2 separate regions of the Gossypium hirsutum genome follow, and region 2 is linked to region 1. Evidence: chromatin contacts called from public Hi-C data. All regions are on one chromosome and are shown on one strand. The core of a region is the stretch at or near the end of the contact, and the rest is flanking DNA. Distances in the headings are between cores, read along the strand shown. Region 1 has its middle 6.9 kb from the start of LOC121232279. Region 2 holds the start of LOC107955225 (E3 ubiquitin-protein ligase CHIP).

Region 1 (6,036 bases), core at 1,393-3,892:
TTATATTTTTCTCCATATTCGTCTATTTTTACTCCAATTTTGCTTACCAATCTAGGCCATCATATTTACACACTCGGCACATAGCAACTTAAATAAACAAGGACTCAAGAGACTTAGCCAAATCGAATGTCATGCACATAAGGGGTATTTCTTCAAATTTCCTAGGTCCAAAAGATCGACTAAATCATGCTCTGATACCATTTAACTTGTGACACCCCTTTCTTGACCCGTTCGTCGAATCTGAGTTTAGGGCGTCTTAATTAAACTGGGTTCACGTACAACATTTGAACTCGTTATCAAAATCTATTACCTATTTATAAAGATTACAACATAGACAAATATTTTTTTAATAAAGTTTGTTGTTCGTACCTCAGATTTTAAGGAAATTACATAATTACAATATACATATTCGACTTCACGACGGAGTCTCTTAAGGTACCCTCTTCCTATGTGCATGACTATATACTAGTAATGAATTTTCAATTCCACACTATCTAACTTGGTCCCTCTTCAGGTTCCTTATTCCCCCGACCCTGCAAACACAGGTCAAAACCTTTGTAAGTTCGAATGAACAATAACTGATTTTTCAAAATTCACCATAAAAGAACAATCCACCATTCTTGTATGATGATCTTCATGGTCATTTCATTTGCCTTAAAGGCTTATAAAAAAATAGACTGATGTCTGTAAAAAATAAGTGAGTTAATCTTGGTCCTCCTCGAGTGAATCTGATTTCGTGAACCAATCCATCCCTACGAGTCATCTTCAGGAGGGTTTCGTTGCATATAAAAAAAAAACTTGGAGGGTCCCCTTGACGTAAACCTCTCGTAAGAACAATCACTTCACCTTCACGACCATTTACAGAGATCTTATAAAAGACAATCATAACACAATGTATAATAGTATGAACTTATCTCCCAACAAAACCCATTTTTAACATCATAACCTTAATAATGCCCATTCAACTATGTCGTACGCCTTACTCATATCTAATTTCAATGCAAAAGCTTCATTTCGCCCACTCCTTTTATTTTTGAGAGCATGAAAAATCTCATATGCAAGAATTACATTATCAGTTATCAACCTTCTTAGGACAAACGCACTCTGTGGCTCATCAACACAAAAATCAAGAGCGTCTTGAATTTTGACACAATCCTATAGATAACATACACAAACTAAGGATAAACAAATATAAAAAATAAAAATAAAATTCTTGAAAATAAAATATAAAAATTAAATTTCACCTTTTCAAAACAAGTATAAAATTTATAACATATTTTAACTTATTAAATCAAACACAAATCAAAGTAGTTTACATAAATTATATAAATATTAAATAAATAAACAGATACCCATTTTATTTGAATGCAACAATAAAATAGACAGATTGGAAAGGCGGCATAAACATATGCAAGATGGGCGGGGACATGTGTCTGATAAAGCTCATGACAACATGGACACGTGGCATTGGTGGGGGAGTAGGATAAGAAATAAGGAGGTGAAGGAACTATAAGGTGGTCTCGAGAACAGCAACAGTAGGTAGTTCCCCACTCACAACCAATTATTTATGGAAGTTTTGTAGTCAAAGTCAATAACCCTTAATTTTCACAAACCCCAAAGACCACCTGAATATTAATAACTGACCGAACTCCATACCCCCAAATAAATAGATTGTAAAACTAACCTTGGTTGAGTTAGCAGTGATTATGATTAAAAATCCATTTAAACAAAACGCTTAATTAAGTGGAAGAATCTTAAGGAACACGCTTAGCTATTGTCAAACCCTATTATTAATGATGAAACTACCCAAATTAAATACAATTTATTCCCTACAAGCATTTCATTTCCAAACTATTTATGACCCTAATTATACCCTTCACTTACTAATTATGCTTTGAGGTTTGATCTAATCGCCGAAATAGAAAGGACTTAGAACAATCTCTCACATCTCCATTTCTCTATAATCAAGTAAAGTTTAGATTCTCCATCAAATTCTAATTATCTTGAATATCAATACTTGATCCACATTATTATATGGCTTTTATTTGGTTAATTCATTTTCTGGTAATATAGAAAAAATTAATCTCCAATTATGGACAAAAGGTATTATCTTACTTAGGATTTTATCTCCATAAAAAACGACAATATTATTAAAAATATTAATTATACAAATTATATTTGTGAGGGATTAAACTATTAACCAAGATTTAAACATTTTATTTTAGCATATTTAATGGAGCAACTTGTATAATTAATATTTATAATGATACTAACACTTCTCTCGTAAATTTATTGATTATATTTATATCAATCGAAATACTCCTTATGAAAGATAAAATTCCCCAATGAGAAAATACTTTTTGTTGAAGGTTCCAAACCAACCTTTTCTGATGATAAAAATAATAAGTTAGTTGCTAAATCTAAATAACAAAAAGCTGCTTTTATAAGACGAAAACTAGCCAACACTAAAGAGCATATGTTAGTTGCCAGTTGTTACATTTAAAATTTTTGAATCATCATCAACATATAATATATTAATTTTTATTTTAAAGAGAATTATGAACAAAACCTAAGAAAATATATTAAGTGGAAGAGTATAATTTCCTAACGAACGAGAAAGCAAAGAGAGAGGAGGGCAGAAGCATCATCGGAAAGGAGAGGGCCTCAAATTCCGTCAATCTAAATATGCTTTTGGCGGGAGACATGGACTCCATAAAAAGTTGAGCTTTTGTCCTCATTCCCATTACACGTCATAATATTGTACGCAACATAATCATATAAAACTTTTTTTAAAAAAAATATTGTAAATTATAAAAAAATTGTAAATACAAATAAATATATTAATAGTTTCCACTGCAATACAAATTATAAAGAATTGAAATTAGAAAAATAGGATGGACATATTTTTACTAAAAAGTTGAATTGTGTTTTATTTTTTTACTAAAAATAAATAAATTAAATCTTATATATTAGATTAAAGAAAAAAACTGATTATTCTATTAAAAAATTTATTAATTTCTATGGTTAACTGTTGAGGTGATTAATAGGGCAATCGGACAGTGACACGTAACATGATATATAAAAATCATGCTAATGTGATAATATTTTTAAAAAGTTAAAAAATTAAAAATATATAATCATTTATAATTATTTTAAAAAATTCCCTTAATGTGATTTTTTAGAAAATATAAAAATATAAAAGAAATTATTTTTAAAAATTAGGAGTTATAAAAAGTTATAGATAATTAGTAATTTAAAAAGAAAAAGAAGAAAAAAAGAAAAAGAGAGATATTATACAAATAATATATATAATCAAGTCTATTACGCCGGATCATCCATGGATATGGCTCTATTTGGTTTCCATTGAGACAATGAAGTGGATGTAGGCCCCGTGGTGATACCCGTCCCTTTTAGGGTGAGTTTGGATGTGCGGTGCGTTTAGCTGTGGTTAGTGTAAAAATAGAGTTGGCGGTGAGATTAGATACTGTAGCAATACTGTAGCGTGAGACAAAAAGTAAGCTAAACGCACCTCACCGCAGTCAATCGCCCATCCAAACGAAGCCTTAGTATTTGTTTTGCTGCGATTAGGGATTCTACCAAAGGTGGGGCAGCTTTTTCCCGTCCAAGTGTCACTTGACAAATGCTTCCAACGACATGTCCGTCGTTGTTGTGTTCGTCTTTTTCTTTTTCCATAAAATTTAAGAAATACTTCCGGCTATCGAGCCCACGATAATGATATAACCATATATTTCCAAGTATTTTAAGTTTAAAGTTTTTTATAGGTAAAAATCTGAGCAAAAAATAGTATGTTGGAAGTATGAGAATTTGCGTTCTAACTCTAAATAACTTTATTCTGCTCTCTCAATTAAAGAAAAAAGGAAAGTTTCCTATTATAAATTTTAGATATAATATTAAATTTAACTCTCAATATTGATATCTTTTATCAATTTAAATTTAACCATCAATATTTTTTTAAGCAACCAATTATGAGATGTTAGAATTCTTGATTGTTGATCATCCATCAACTTATAATGTTATTTTTTGTATACCCACAATGAGAATGGCTAAAATGGCAGTAGCAACATTACGTTTGAAAGTAAAATTTCTCGCTCTAATTTGCACGGGATTCATGAGTTCAGATCAATGTACGGTGCCATGTTGCATCGCTGTAATTAACTCAGTAGGGGCGAAATATGAACCAAAGAAATATGGCAAGAAGCAAAACTGGAATTTTTAATAGTGAAGGCTAGAAAAAGGGATGCCAATATGGCGGAATCGGGATTAATCTCATTGACAAGAGCATGATAAATCTGGAAAGCTTAGATGCCAGAGCAGAGACTAGATTCCATAAGGTAAAACAAGTGGAACAGACAGAGGCACTTTAGTTATTTCATAATGATAAAAAAACTATAAAAGACTTCCTCAATTTTACCAAGGGATGAGCAACAAGCCTTAATCAATTTGTTGTGAGGCAAAGACAACATTTTTGTATGGTTAGCTACAGATACAACATGAATTGATCCATCGCCATCGGTCATTCAGCATTAATTAAATGTTAATCCCATTGCGAAGTTTGTCAAGCAAAAGAATAGAAGATTCACACATATTACAGTCCAAACAACTAGACAGGAGGTTGACAGTTTATGGTCTTTGATCAAATTTAGAGCTTCTTTCATCAAATCTAACCCAAAATTTAGAGCTTCTTTCATCAAATCTCAATCTAAAAGATCGATTATGGTCTTTGAAGGGAAGGATTAATTATGGGTTTTCGTTGATTTTGGTTAGCAAATCAATACCCCAAAACATATATCACTATGAATAAAAACAAACATGATGTCACTGATAATAGATAGCTAGGATGACAGTTTCAGTACAATGTCTGATGGAATGGAGGGGAAATTGAAAAAAAGCAACCCTTTATCGAGTAAGCCTAAACCAAAACAACAAAACATAAGTCCTACAATCACTAAGACCTCCCTCTTTCTTTATTTCCTTTTTTTTTCTCTCATTTATTCTCCCTCACTAATAGTCAAAACGCATTCCTTTATCTAAGCCTAAACTAGCAAAAATAAGGCTTAAGACAAGAATTAATGGTTTCGAGTTCTACAACCACTAGGACCTTGTTAAAATATTTTTTTTAAAAAAATGCTTCTATCTTATTTCATAAGAATACAATTAAATATTTATAGTATCTCAATACTTAACTAATCCAAAACAGAAAAACAAACTATTCTACCAGCTTATAATTCTTTCTACACCCCCCTCAATTGGAGGTATAAAAATATTTTTTAACCCCAACTTGGAAATTAGATGACTGTGCTCTTGTGACTCCAAAGCTTTTGTCATAACATCTGCAAGTTGATCTACAGTCGGCACATGTTCAGTAGCTATAAGCCCTTCTTGTATTTTTTCTCTTATAAAATGACAATCAATTTCTATGTTCTTAATCCTTTCATGATACATAGGATTCGCTGCTATTTGAAGAGCTGCTTTATTGTCACAGAACAGTTTCATTGGTTTACCTACTATCTCCAGTTCCTTGAATAAACCTGAAAGCCAAACCAGTTCTGATGTTACTGTTGCCATACTTCTGTACTCGGCTTCTGCAGAGGATTTTGATACTGTGCATTGTTTCTTCGATTTCCAAGAAATAAGTGAGTCTCCTAAGTGTACACAAAAACCAGAAACTGATCTTCTTGACATTGGACAAGAAGCCCAATCTGAATCACAATATGCTACCAACTGATGTTTGTTGAAAGCCTTCAAAAATATTCCTAGCCCTGGCTCTTTCTTTATATACCTTACAACTCTTAACACTGCTTCCATATGTGACTGTTTTGGACTTTGCATGAACTGACTAAGATGAGTAACAGCAAAGGTGATATCTGGCCTTGTATGGGTCAAGTAGATTAGCCTTCCAATGAGTCTCTGATAAACTGCTTTATCTTCTAACAACTTGTCGTCTTGATGCTGTTGAACTACTTCATCATACTCTGCTGTTGTTAGTTTCTGATTCTGTTCAAGTGGTGTAAGAGC
Region 2 (6,383 bases), core at 1,571-4,070, 270 kb before region 1:
AACTAATGTATGATCTACTTTTTCATATGCAAAACTAATGTATGATCTACTTTTTTATATGTGAACCTAATGTATGATATACTTTTTTTATATGCAAAACTAATGTATGATCTACTTTTTTATAGGTAAACCTAATGTATGATATTTTTTATGTTTGGTATTTTTAGCTATGCTTTTATTCAATTTTTTATGTTGTATGGAATGTCACAAGTTATTAATTTATTTTCATTTGATTACTTTTTCAGGTTATGGATGAATTTAACAATATGTATAATAGTTTTTATATGAATTATGATACCCCTGAATTAAGTGAAGAAGCTCAACGAAGAATAGCCACAATTGTTACACAAGTTGAGCACAACAATTATCATGAAGAGGAAGAACAAGTGTTAAGCAGTGTATTACTACACCATGAAACTTATTTCACTAAGCAACCGTGTATGGATTCAAATTATACAGGTCAAATGTGGGTGGACGAAATATTAAATGGGCATGATGATCGTTGCATGAATAGTTTTAGGATGCCAAAAAATATATTTCACAGCTTGTTGCATGATTTGCAAACCAATTATGGCTTAAAGCATGGGAATGTATCTGCGATGGAGAAGTTAGCATTATCATTGTATATTCTTGGAATTAGATAATCAAATTCAAATGCACCAGAGCGATTTCAACGATCTGGGGAAACTGTTAGTCGAATTTTTACTGATATGTTACATATATTTGCTTGAATGGGAATGGACACGATTAAACCCACTAAAGGTCAATTCGAGGAAGTACCGAACCATATTCGACATGATACAAGATATTGGCCTCACTTTAAGGTAAAATTTACACAATCTTTATATTTTTAAAATATAAATTATTTCTAACTTTTATCTCATTACTTGTATTTATTTTAAAGGATTGTATAGGGGCCATAGATGGAACACACATAAAAGCATGCATTTCGCCTTCTTGTCAAATACCTTATATCGGACAGAAAGGTGAACCAACTCAAAATATTATGGTAGTTTGTGACTTCAACATGTGCTTTATTTTTGCATTTCAGTAGAATTTTTTTGCAAGCACTTAGACAACAAGAGTTAAAGTTTCCACACCCTCCACCAGGTTGAACTTTAATTTTTTAAATTAATCTTTACATAAAAAATAGTATTAAAATTTTTAATTTTTTTTAAACTTGATATTATGATTTACTTTTTTGTAGGAAAATATTATCTTATGGATTCAGGATATCCACAAATGACAGGTTTTCTAGGTCCATATAGGGGGGAACGATATCATTTACCTGACTTTCATCGAGGTAATCATCGAGCATCTGGAAAAAAAGAAATTTTTAATCATGTCCATTCTTTGTTATGCTCTGTGATTGAATGAACCTTTGGAGTGTGGAAAAAAATGGCCAATATTAAGAGATATTCCAAGCTATTCATTCGACAAGCAAGTTTTAATAGTTATTGCAACAATGGTTTTGCATAATTATATTCGAAGACATGGTTGGTCAAATGATGAGGATTTTCGACAATTTGAGAATATACCCGACATGCCAATCTCTTCAGGCCATTTTGATAGAGGTGAATCGAGTTCTTCTGACAGTGAAAGTGACCTTGAAATTGCAATGTTAAGGGAAACCATTGCAAATAGTTTAATGAATCAATATTTGTAAAAGTAATTTTGTATCATAACCTAATTTCTAGTAATAATGAAACTTGTTATGTCTTATGTTACTATATATATATTTATTAAAAATCATTCGTTTAGATACTTCAAAATTTGATCCAAGTATAATGTTACTATTTGCGAAAATAATATTTATCATAGTTATAAAAGGATATTTAACTATAAAAAATTAAAAATTATTATCATTTTATCTAATAAATAATTTAAATTGATTATATAATTTATTTAAATATTTATAATAAAATATTGGAAGATAAATTTTAATATTTTATTAAATGAATTTATAAATTTACATATTTTAATAATTTTATATAAGTAAAATAATTTAAAAACTTTTATTATATACCAATTCTAATTTGATGTCCTTAATAGTCATTTTTTATTTTCACCTCACCGCTACAGCTGCGTTTGAATCCAAACACACACTCCACCGCTGTTTCTAATCTCACCGCTACAGTATCCAATCTCACCGCTACAGTAACCAATCTCACCGCCACCACTGTTTTTAACCTCACCGGAGATAAACACACCGCCCATCCAAACTAAGCCTAAGATAGTCTTATTTAACATTTACACACCTTATCCATTACGTCCAAGTTTGAATAAGAATTAAGAAGCATTGTTTTCGTCATAAGTTTTCAGAAATTAAATTTAAGATTTGTGTGAATTATAAACTTAAAATAAATATTTTATTATTTTACTTTTAATTTAATAAAATAATAATATTTTTTGATAATTAATATAGAGTATGAAATTATATGGAATTAAATCTAAACTTTTATACTTACAACATAATATTTTTATGATTAGAGTAAGAGATTATTAACTATACAAATATTTTATTATTCACTTATAATTTAATAACAAATAATGAATACATATATTTTTTAAATCCATTTTAATTTGAAAATTATATTATACATTGTGGATTTTTATAATATGTAAAATATTTTATAAGATATAATAAAAATTAAAAATTAAAAATTAAAAAATATAAATATAAATAAATTTATATTTATCACATTCTCAATTATTTTTAAAATATAAATAAATTTAACTTTAAAATATAAAAAATATCCAAAAATAATGAGAAAAATGATTCTCAAATCCATAAGTCATACAAGAAAACAAGGCCAAAGTCATAATAAAAGGCCAAAAAATAAAAAATTGTAAGGGTTCTTTGTTTGAGGTTGCTTTCACCTGGAACAATCTTGAATCCTCTTCGAAGTCGCGCTGCTGCTTCCTTCTTCATTTCATTTCCCACATTTAAAATTCAAAAAAAAAAAAAATCCTTTCTTTGTAGAGTTAAACTTCAAGAGGAAAAAAAGAAACAAATCGCAGATTTCGTTGGTTTACGCTTCACGGTTAACAGATTTTATTCAGGAAAAAAAATGGTGTCAGGTTCGGCATTAAGCGCGGCAGCCAAACAAGCGGAGCAATTGAGGAAAGATGGCAACATTTATTTCAAGAAAGATCGTTTTGGGGCAGCCATCGATGCTTATACTGAGGTCTACAATCTTCCTCTCCTCCCTTTTTTTTTTTTGAGAAAAAATTGTTATTGTTTGCTATATTAGTTTCTTAAATTTTTTGATTTTTTTATAAAAATTATGTAATTTTTTGGGTTTAAAGGCGATTACGTTATGCCCCAATGTTCCTGTATATTGGACGAATCGCGCTCTTTGCCATCGCAGACGGAAGTATGTACGCAATCCTTTTATAATGAATTTTTATGTAAAAATAGTGCCTTTTTTTCTTAAGAGGAAAAAATTTTTGAAGGTGTCTCTTTTCTTGGTTTGACGCAGTGATTGGTTGAAAGTGGAAGAGGATTGCCGGCGAGCTATTCAGCTCGACTACAATTCTGTCAAGGTAATCTTCTTTCATTTCTTATTCCGTTATGCTGATTTTTAGGGTTTGTTGTGCGCCTAATTATCATGACATTTCACACACCCCTGACCCGTCCATGTCTTGAAATTTGATTCTTCTTGGTTGTCTTGTTTTTTTCCTTTTGGATGTAATGCTAAATCATGTATAGCAGAATAAAATAAGTTCTTAGGCGAGTATTAAGGTGATTGAAGCTTCTACCGGCCTGACATTTTCAGGTCATCCTTAACTCTTTGATTATTTCCTAAGAAAGGAGTCAAGTTTAGTTGTTTAGTCGACTTTCAAGCGCCAATTGGGAAACTGAGTAGGGTTGGAACTGGGGACGGGTTCAAGCAAAATTAAGGACTTCTGGAAGTTAAAGTGGCAAATATCTAGCTATGTTAGTCTTTAGTTATAAACCTATCAAAAGCTGGTTTGGAACTGTTGAGATAATCATGCGTCTTGGGTTGTTTAACTTAATTTCCCATGCAAAATCTAATGGTTTTCTGGCAGTTTCTTCTTTTCCCAAGTAAAATCAATCTTGATTTTGCAATGTGGGTTGTTTTTGCCATTTTTTATGCAAAATCTGAATTATCTACTGGGTTAAAAATTTTCATTTTTATTAGCTTGAGGTTTCACATGTAATGTTCTTTTATTCCAACTTGCTAACCTGTTTACTGCAAGTTTTAACTTCCTAGCTATTTTCATTTTCATTTGTTCCTCCCTTAGGAACATCAAAAACTGGGGTTTGGCTTAGTGTATGCTTATTGTGCATACCTTTTCCTTTAGAACTGACGGGGTATACTTACATATGGTTACTTGATAGGCACACTACATGTTGGGACTTGCCTTACTTCAGAAGCAAAAATTAGATGAAGGGGTCAAGGAACTACAAAAGGTACATATGACATGATAAATCTTTTTGTTTCTTAAGAATCAGAAATGATAACTTTGTTAGGGTTGCATTTGGAAACTTTTAATCTCTTTTAGTGAAGGTTGTTAAAGTCAATACATTCAATTAGTTTTTGTGGTTTTTTCACCATCACATGTAGCATGCGTGTGTTTCACCATGTTACTGACGTTCCTGTTATTTTCTTATTGAACAGTTGCATGGTGGTTGCTGGGTTTTATATTCATTGTAAATGTCTTATGCATCTTCATTCTGGTCCATGTTGTGGTTTTCCTTTGGTGGTTGTACTTTTAAAGGACATAGGGACCCCATTTCAACAAATGATATATAAGAAACAGAATATCTTTCGCTTTTGTTTAACTTTTGTCTGCTATGATGGCTTCGTTTGGTGTAGTATATCATATAGACTTGGATCCTTGACAAAAAGATTTTTGTGAAGGGAAGGGGGATGTTGTTTGGCAAGAAAAAGACAACTGAATGCATTTTGATTTAGGATATATCTGAGAGCTATTCTTTTTTTTTTCCACCATTTCTTCATAGGGATGAGTCAAAGCAATAAGGGAAAAAAATATCATTTCACGAGGAAGATAATTTGTGAAAGATATTTTGCACAATAAACATTTTCTTGCCATTTGTGTTGCCAGATATTTTGGGGGATTCTTTCCTGCCTTTTACATTTATCAAGCTTGATCTTAGCTCATGGAACATAGAGGATAAGTGGATGACTTTGAGGTCTACTACGTTAACCATAATGAGCATTTATGTTAAGGGGGTGGAAAAGTGGTTCTAGTATTAGTGCAACTTTTTTCTTCATTGTCATTATTGTTGTGAATAATACAAGGAGCAGGCCTTATTGGCCTGTGCTTTTTGTTTTTGCTGTTTCAAAGATGTTTGCTTATAAGTGGATGAATACTATCAATAGAGTAAACTATTGATGATTTAAGCGGTTTCCTTAAAATATGTAGTGAGGCTATTTTGGGATTTACTCTTGTCAGATTTGATGATTTTCCTATAAGCTTTAAGCCAATGAACTAGGCACAGGCTTTTGAAGTCTGGTAATTGTAGTAAGTGTTCCTAATATTTTAGGGTTATGAACCGATAATGTTTTGAAATGCTGAATGCTGCAGTTTGTAATGTACAAGTTTTTCTGGAGATCCTTTTTGAGCATGCAGTTTCTTTCTTCTTATAAATATTGCAGAAGAAAACTTTTTCCTGGAATATATATACACATGCAAAGATGTTGTTCACTGTAAGAAATTTTGGTTGAACAAATTATTGAGTGGTATTGGGTTCTCTTGCCTTTATTTTATATTTATAAATTGATTCTTTACTTAGAAAGGCTGATCTGCTTATTTAGGCTTTGGATCTTGGAAGGGGTGCAAATCCAAAGGGTTATATGGTAGATGAGATTTGGCAGGAGCTTGCAAAAGCGAAGTACATGCTATGGGAGCATGCATCTTCCAAGCGTTCGTGGGAATTGCAAAGTTTGAAGTATGTCATCCCTGTGAGTTAAGACATTTGCTTCGAGGGGAATGATTTACCTCTCTGGAAATTTTTGATGGAGAAATGGTCCTAATGTTTATTTTTGCTTCATGCAATTATTTATTTCCTCTATGTTGCAGGGAGGCTTGTGAAGCTGCTCTTAGAGAAAAACATTTTCTTGATGATTCTCAACCAGAAGGTTTCTTAGATGAGGCTGGTATTTCTCATATGAAACAACTGGAGGTTCTGAGGCAAGTGTTTAGGAAAGCTGGTGAAGCTGACATCCCTGGTGAGGTAAGAATGCGTTCTTTCCATTGTCAATTATACAAGCCCTTTTGTACTGTTTTGGAGACATGATAAATAGTTTCAGGTGCCGGATTACTTGTGTTGTAAAATCACACTTGATATCTTCCGTGATCCTGTCATTACTCCAAGTGGAGTTACGTATGAG

The links. Hi-C and Micro-C count contacts between places; a contact is called where the count stands out from the background.
Region 2: a Hi-C map of leaf shows a contact between it and region 1, with 2.1 times the contacts expected there. The contact joins the promoter of LOC107955225 here to the enhancer-like site in region 1. A contact is called at or near these places in 9 of 34 Hi-C or Micro-C datasets (callus, hypocotyl, leaf and 2 more).

Annotation. Positions count from the first base shown.
Region 1 is chrA07:49,794,752-49,800,787 of Gossypium_hirsutum_v2.1, reverse strand. No RefSeq gene overlaps it. Among protein-coding and RNA genes, the nearest start is that of LOC121232279, 6.9 kb to the right of the region's middle. Within about 2 kb of position 2,642, at least 4 of the 9 cell types and tissues checked have an H3K27ac peak or open chromatin away from gene starts, as enhancers often do. A contact at or near this core is called in hypocotyl and leaf, where this site is marked.
Region 2 is chrA07:50,062,010-50,068,392 of Gossypium_hirsutum_v2.1, reverse strand. It overlaps LOC107955225 (E3 ubiquitin-protein ligase CHIP), which reads left to right and starts at 2,820. Exons shown (of 8, transcript XM_016890956.2): 1 at 2,820-3,188; 2 at 3,310-3,377; 3 at 3,483-3,546; 4 at 4,367-4,438; 5 at 5,808-5,941; 6 at 6,073-6,226; 7 at 6,303-6,383. The coding sequence starts at 3,072. LOC107955227 reads left to right here. Exons shown (of 2, transcript XM_016890958.2): 2 at 1-56.